Linked DNA regions of Rattus norvegicus: region 2 is linked to region 1. Evidence: chromatin contacts called from public Hi-C data. All regions are on one chromosome and are shown on one strand. The core of a region is the stretch at or near the end of the contact, and the rest is flanking DNA. Distances in the headings are between cores, read along the strand shown.

Region 1 (3,439 bases), core at 392-2,891:
GCAGAAATTAAACACTTTATTCTAAAATAAGTGACTAAATCCACTTATTCATGAGTGATGCTAAGTGCTCAATAAACAAGGGAAATAATAGTTCATTATTAATCAAAAATAGGCAACTAATACAACATTTATTTGTAGATATTCAGTGGTTAAAACAAAACATCTGTGTCTGTCATTAAGAAAATGAGAACTGAACATTCAAATACACCTTCAAGGGGAGTTGCAAATTGCAGACACCTTTTGGAAAAACAATTAATCTTCTTTATAAATCTTGTCTCACAATTTTTCCTACACAGTTTGGCTAGCGTTATATAAGGCATGTTTGTTGCAGTGTAATTGAAAAAAAAAAAAAGTCCAGAGAGAAGAATATTGCTTAAAAATATCCATATAGCAGATTTCAAAATGGTTCACAAGAATACTGGAAATCTATGTGTTCTGTAGACTGATTCAGGAAGAAGTATGGAAAGTTCTCCAAAGCGGAGTTTAAAACAGTAACACTTTGTCTTAGAAACATTATCCTTAAAAAAGAGAGATGGATCATTAAATGAGATTCTGAAGTTAAATATGTGAAATCTCCCACACTGTGAAAGGAGTCTCTGTTTCTCATTTGTAAATCTTCATTTCTTCCAACACTGCACACAAGAGAAAACCCAGCTACTCTAAGAATAATAATGGACGCATGGTGGTGCAGCCATAACTGTTCCCATAGCAATAAAAAAAACCTAGCTAAAGTAAAATCACTTTTACACAGAATTTGCCTCCGATAAATGATCAACTGGAAAATCTTATTTACTAATGAAAGCAGACCCAATATTGTAATGATCTCTGTCTACACGGGATTTTTAGTATTTCGTAAGTAGCCACTAGAAAAACACCAACGTAGAATATTTATTTATCTTCCGGCCTTTCTGGATTCATAACTGGTGGCTTGTCTCTGAGAATATCAGAAGGCTAAAGCCTTTTTATGAATGCATTTTTTGTAAGATTCTATTAAGTGCAAGGAGGCAGGGTACATGAGCACGCAGGTGCAGAGGCCCAGGACGAGTAAGATTCCTCGAAGCTGAAGTTACGGGGTCCTGGACATGGGAGCTGGGATCGGAACTCTTCGGGAAGAGCATCCAGTGCTCTGAACTCCTGAGCCTCTCTCTAGACCCCCATTGCATGATTTTTTTACAGGTCCTGCTCTCCAACCAAGTTGGGGCTGGTTCAATGATCGAGTCCCACATATAACGGCATTGAGGTCTAATAAAATCATCAAACGTTGCAGATTTCTCGTGGTAGACACGTCAGGGGTGCTTAACCCAACCTCAACAGAATTAGGATAAACCAGCCAAGGTTTTTGGCAGGCAGAGCTGTGACAGCTTATCTGCATTTGACCTCTGCCTAAAAATACTTCCATTAAAACATTTTCCCCTTCGGGCCACCGTGTTTTGGCAATAGATAACTGCCTAGTCCTGCCGGTCGAGTCCTGGCCTGAGGTTCGGGTTTCTGCATATCTATTGCACCAGAAGAAAGCCGTCTGAAAATAGAAACATGGGCTGTTTTGTCGCTGTTGAATGGGAAGGCTAATAATAGTGTTGCTTCATTGTTTGGCAGGGACTCAAGGCTACCTCGGCCAAGCAGCCGAACATGCTGTGCGGCAGTAACGAAATCATAAAATTCCTCCAGGGACTGGGGCAGCTATTCAGAACATGTTTTATATTCTGGGGTTGCTTGGGAAGGAAATAGTTCAGAAGTTGTTTTGACACAAATGTGGTTTGTTTCCAATTGAAGGAGGGGGAGGGGCGGGGAGCCCAGTCAGGAGGTCAGTTGCAGAAGGGGAGATGCAAAAATGTCGTTAAGGAGCTCCTGACAGGTGGTGATAGGGCTGTCGCTGTGAAGCCTGGGGCCTAGCGGGGAGTTTGTCTCTGCCAGGCTCCCAGAGTGCTCTCTGCTGCCTTTCACACTCGTATTATGTTTATTTCTGTTGAACTTAAAGCGTGACCTTTTCCAAACTGCCCCGCACTGTTGACCCACATGCATTTTTGAGACCTCATTTCCCTGAATGCCTCCCTTCTTCCTGCAGCAAAGCTCTCTCAATAGGAAGAGGCTGAGGTAAAAGAGCCCTGGAATGGAAATCTTTCAGGCATTGCATTCTGCTTGCTATTAATAATTCAGAAGTGTTTTTTAATGCCCTGATATGGAAGGAAGGTTTTTTGACACCAAAGGCATCTAAATATTAATTTCAGAGGAATTGGTTGTTACAAGCAGTTAACATCCATTTTGTTAGTTGACCTCCCCGGGAAGGTTAATGCACTAAAATCTGGTCATTAAGTATAGTAACGAATGTTTTTTCAGAAAGGTTATTACTATCATAAACTCTAATCCGTGGTTCACGGCAGCAGCCTCTAATGTAGGGCTCGGACTAATGAAGAATTAACTATTTCTGAGCAGTTAATAAAGATTTTTTTTCTCCCACCAATCAACAGACCCTGCATGATCTATATAATTACTGAAAACATTAAGCGCTGGGTATGAGTGCACACGTGTCCGAGCAGACTTCTAGTCCCAACAAATGACAAATGGCAAACCTAATCCCATTGCTCTTAATTTTTTTTTGGTAACATGGTCACTGAAATAAGAAATAATGAAAGTCCTAAGTATTTGAAAATGATGGTGTACTGCGAAGCATTTGCTAAATGAGTATTGATGAGGTCTTTAGTCACATTTTATTGTGATGGAAGATTCCCTATTCTGGCTTAGATATTGTTATACTACAAAGGTTAATAGACTGCAAACACGACTCTCTCTCTCTCTCTCTCTCTCTCTCTCTCTCTCTCTCTCTCTCTCTCTCTGCTCCCTTGTTTGTTTTGTTCTTCTTTGCTTAAAAACCACACTCACTGTCGAGAATGTAGGCAACTTTTACACCTCCTGAAGAGCAGAGGGGAAAGGGACTAAGGCGCCTAGGGCGGTGCTTTGCTTCTCAATGGAAAGGTCTTCTCGAATTAATTAAAGTCACTTTCCCGCTGAGGTCCAAGCATTAGCTTTGCTTTGAAGGAAAAAAAAAAAAGTTGCTCATACCAACTTCTTAGAAGTCGTCATTTAAGGCGAAAACAATGCATCAGGCTTTAAGGAATAATCTCCTGTGGTAACCAAAAATCTGAACAATTACTATTCTAAGGACCCAAGGCGCTCTGAAGAGCTAGTCCACGGTTGGCCAGGAAACAGAAGGGATGATCCTCTGGCTTTCTCTGAGGCGGATCAATTCCCATTCCATAAGACCAGTCTTCACCATCTACACGCATCTTTCCCCCCTTTCTGCCATGTCAAACCAGGCTACATTCTGTCGTTTGGGCAGCTGTCCCCTTACTTGAACACAAAGCCAACCATAGTTGGCTGAAACAAAAGAAGGGTCCCGGTAGCCCTCACCCCAAAGTATTTTTTTATGTATGAAAACTCT
Region 2 (3,439 bases), core at 586-3,085, 160 kb before region 1:
GCATTAGTCATTCCATTGACATTTCTGTAACCTAAGTTTACATGTTGAGGCGAATGAGAAGCTCCTCTCTGTTTTCTAAGCTGGAGGGTTTTACAAAGGTGGGGCTCAGAGCAGCTTAGGAAGTCCAACCACCAGGACTAAAAATAGCTGAAGTCGTACCTTCTGGGAGTAAGGATGCCACCTCTCTTCACGGGGCCCATCTTTACAGTGCTGGGAGGTAATGAGCCACAGAGTGATTATTTCAGGGCTCTGTCACAGCAGTTGGCAAAGGAGTTTGGTTGTCACTGGGATGGCGTTCCTTAGAAAATCTTGTCAGTGTGTACTGTCAGGAGGAGACAGGGAATCTTTATTCCACACTCCTACTTTTCCCCTCCACCTGGGATGGAGGTAACGTCTGATTATGCGTATGGCATATAGACTGTTATTTAATTAAATGTGAACGCAGCCTTTTCATGTACCATACCCAAATTTTGAAACGTGGCCCAGTTTTCCTTCTATTTAAAATACATGGAGCAACATGTAAAAAGGATCACATAGTTAATAGCAGATGTGACAGTGACTTCTGTGTTCTCTTCCTGGGTACCAGCACTGACGAAGGAATATTTTGAGGACTCGCTCTCTTGGCGGTCCATAGAATAGAGTAGTTGTGTTCTAACCAACACCATTTTCGTAAAATTGCCAGGGTGGCTTTGTTGCAATGCTAGCATCTGAATTTGTTTGATGTAAATGATTTGAGGGTGTCCAAAAGCCAAACCACGGATTAACCAGGGAGGGTTTATTTAAACTTGTATGCTCTCTTAGAAGCTTCTTGGTAAACTAGGAAATGAATGCAAGTTTGAGTAAAAGATATGTTTGCAGGCACTGCCTAGAGAGAATATCTGAGGCTTATTTAGCTAATTATTAGTATTCCTATAACTAGACAGAAAATTTTAACTAAGATCAGCCCTGTAAAATGCTTCCCCATTGAACTGTCCATTAAGAGTAGATGCCAGGAATCCTAAAAGTTGCTGTACTTTTCTTAGTAGAAATATTCCAAAAATAGTTGTACTCCTGCTCTACAAGTAAATCATTGTAAAATTATAAAACAAGATATTGCAGGGTCACACACAGGGTCATACACAATCAGATAAGCTGTTTTATTTTTATTAAGTCTTTAAATTTTTAATGAAGCTGTTATATATATATACATATATATATATATATATATATATTGGGGGGGGTCCTTTGCCCAGTTGCAGACTTTCCTCAAGTTCATATAGAAAAGGATGTCTTGCAGCCTGGTGCCCAGTTCCTGCACTGTGTATTCAGATCCAAGTCTGCTCCTAAGTTTCTTTCAGTAATATAATTAGGTCAAAGACTAAAAATACTGTCTGGCTTTCGGAAGGGCAGCTCTGTGCCAGCCAATCTAACAGAGCCGCATATGCTACGTAAACATGGAAGACTCATGCTTGCTTTTGATTACATTGTCTTCAACATTCTTCAGCTTCCATCACAAGAGGAAAAGGACATAGAAAATTCAAAACACGTTGTGCTAAGCATTTTTTCCCCATTAGTGTTTAAACTCATGCATGTGGCGAGGGAAATAAAATCCTTGTGTTTCTGATTCATTTACACTTAACTCACCGCAATGTTCTTTTTAAAAAAATAGGGGGAGGGGGGAGAAGAAAAAGAAAAGAAGAGAAGAACCAAGAACCGCCTACGAGCCTTCAGAGCCTGGTTTTTCTTTTATTTGGTTCTATCATGTTGACTCACGGCTCAAGGTTCAAGGTCCGTGCACAGCGCTGAACTCATGTGGTAAGAATAAGCCTGAAACTTCACAAAACAAACGTGCTCCATGACCTTCTCTAAAAATAACTCTGGTTAAGCTTTGGGGGTGACATTGTGTCAGTTTAGTTTCCACCCAGAGTTAGAGTCAGAGTGAATGAAACAAAGGAAAAGCAAACAAGAAAGCACTGGAAGGAGGGGACAAAGAAAGAAAGTGCAGAGAGGGCCTTTCTAGAGCTGTTCCTTGCCCTTCTACTACTAGCTAAGGTATAGCTGAGTGAATGTATGACCCTTCCACTTTGGGCCACAAACTTCACATTTATTAAAAAACCAAAAACCAAAAAACAAAAAAACAAGGTCAGAATTTGGAGTGTTGGCCAAAATGATAACGATGCAAACAATGTACGAGTCTATCTCTTACATCTTATTAAGTGATAGCAGTGATTCACAGCCTTCCTAATGCTGGCCCTCATGTTGTGGTGACCCACCCCCAACCATAAAATTATTTTCATGGTGACTTTATAACTGCAACTTTGATACTGTTATGAATGTACATATCTGATATGCCGGATATCTGATATTCAACCCTCCCCCAAAGTAGTCTCAACCCACATGTTGAGAAAGGGGGCTTTATAGACTGACATCTGAACAGGAAATAAATTGAGCCAGACGACTAAGGGGATCTGTGATCACGTGACTCAGCCTAATGTAAAAGACCTCCAGCTTTGTCTCTACACTTCACTAATATTTTGCAATGACCTAGCTGCCTCAGTTTCCCCAGCTTCACATTCCTATTTATTTACTTGCTTCACATTCCTATTTTCACTCCATTCCAGGGTCCTTCTTGATCTGAGGCTTGGTGTCAGGTGTCTGCTGTCTATAATCGATGCTTGGACATGAAGCATCTCCTTCCTTCTTAACATGAGATTTGGCCCAGAAAAATCATTCATTGTTTTTTGGTTTCTTAAACTCCTTCCTGTTTCCAGGCACAAAAGGCTCCCTGATGAAACAGCTCTTCCAAGTCTGAGGAGGTCCTGGGGATTTATTGCCATGTAGTGTATATACAGACACTAAGCTTGCCTGCTTTCAGCCAGGTATTCTGGTCAAAACTTACATAGCATGACAAAGAATAAAAAATTTCCTTCCAACACAAAGCCACAGGAGAGTTCTTCTAGTATGTGTTAAGTGGGTTTTTTGTTGTTGTTTTGGTTCAAACGAAAGTATCATCAAAACCTCAGAGAATAACATTTGTCCCTTTTCTTTTTTCTCATTTCCTGAGGGAAATTGCCTGGTGGCTACTTTGCAGTGTTTGGTGAAGACAACCAGTGTGGGGGAGGAGACGTTGGGAACTGAGGGGGTAGGATGGGCTTTTGTACAGTCTCAGAAGTTCCTTCATTTAAGAAGCTCTAATTCTCAGTACACCAAATGGTGACGTCATGTTGTCAGTACTCCACTTCTTCTGATTACGATTTTAACATCTTTTGGTTATTCCTCCTTGTGATGGTTTGTATATACTCAGCCTAGGGAGTAGCACTATTAGAGCATGTGGCCCTGTTGGAGTAGGTGTGGCCCTGTTGGAGTAGGTGTTCCACTGTGGGTGTGGCCTTTAAGACCCTCATCCTAGCTGCCTGGAAGCCAGTATTCTACTAGCCAGTATTATCATCAGATGAAGATG

Evidence for each region. Hi-C and Micro-C count contacts between places; a contact is called where the count stands out from the background.
Region 2: a contact with region 1 is called in a Hi-C map of kidney, with 2.2 times the contacts expected there. The contact joins two enhancer-like sites. A contact is called at or near these places in 3 of 12 Hi-C or Micro-C datasets (kidney and liver) and 1 of 1 datasets of contacts at active chromatin or transcription factors (oligodendrocytes).

Annotation. Positions count from the first base shown.
Region 1 is chr18:50,755,288-50,758,726 of GRCr8, reverse strand. No RefSeq gene overlaps it. Among named protein-coding and RNA genes, the nearest start is that of Zfp608, 150 kb to the right of the region's middle. Within about 2 kb of position 1,641, at least 60 of the 93 cell types and tissues checked have an H3K27ac peak or open chromatin away from gene starts, as enhancers often do. A contact at or near this core is called in kidney, where this site is marked.
Region 2 is chr18:50,914,042-50,917,480 of GRCr8, reverse strand. No RefSeq gene overlaps it. Among named protein-coding and RNA genes, the nearest start is that of Zfp608, 310 kb to the right of the region's middle. Within about 2 kb of position 1,835, at least 18 of the 93 cell types and tissues checked have an H3K27ac peak or open chromatin away from gene starts, as enhancers often do. A contact at or near this core is called in kidney, where this site is marked.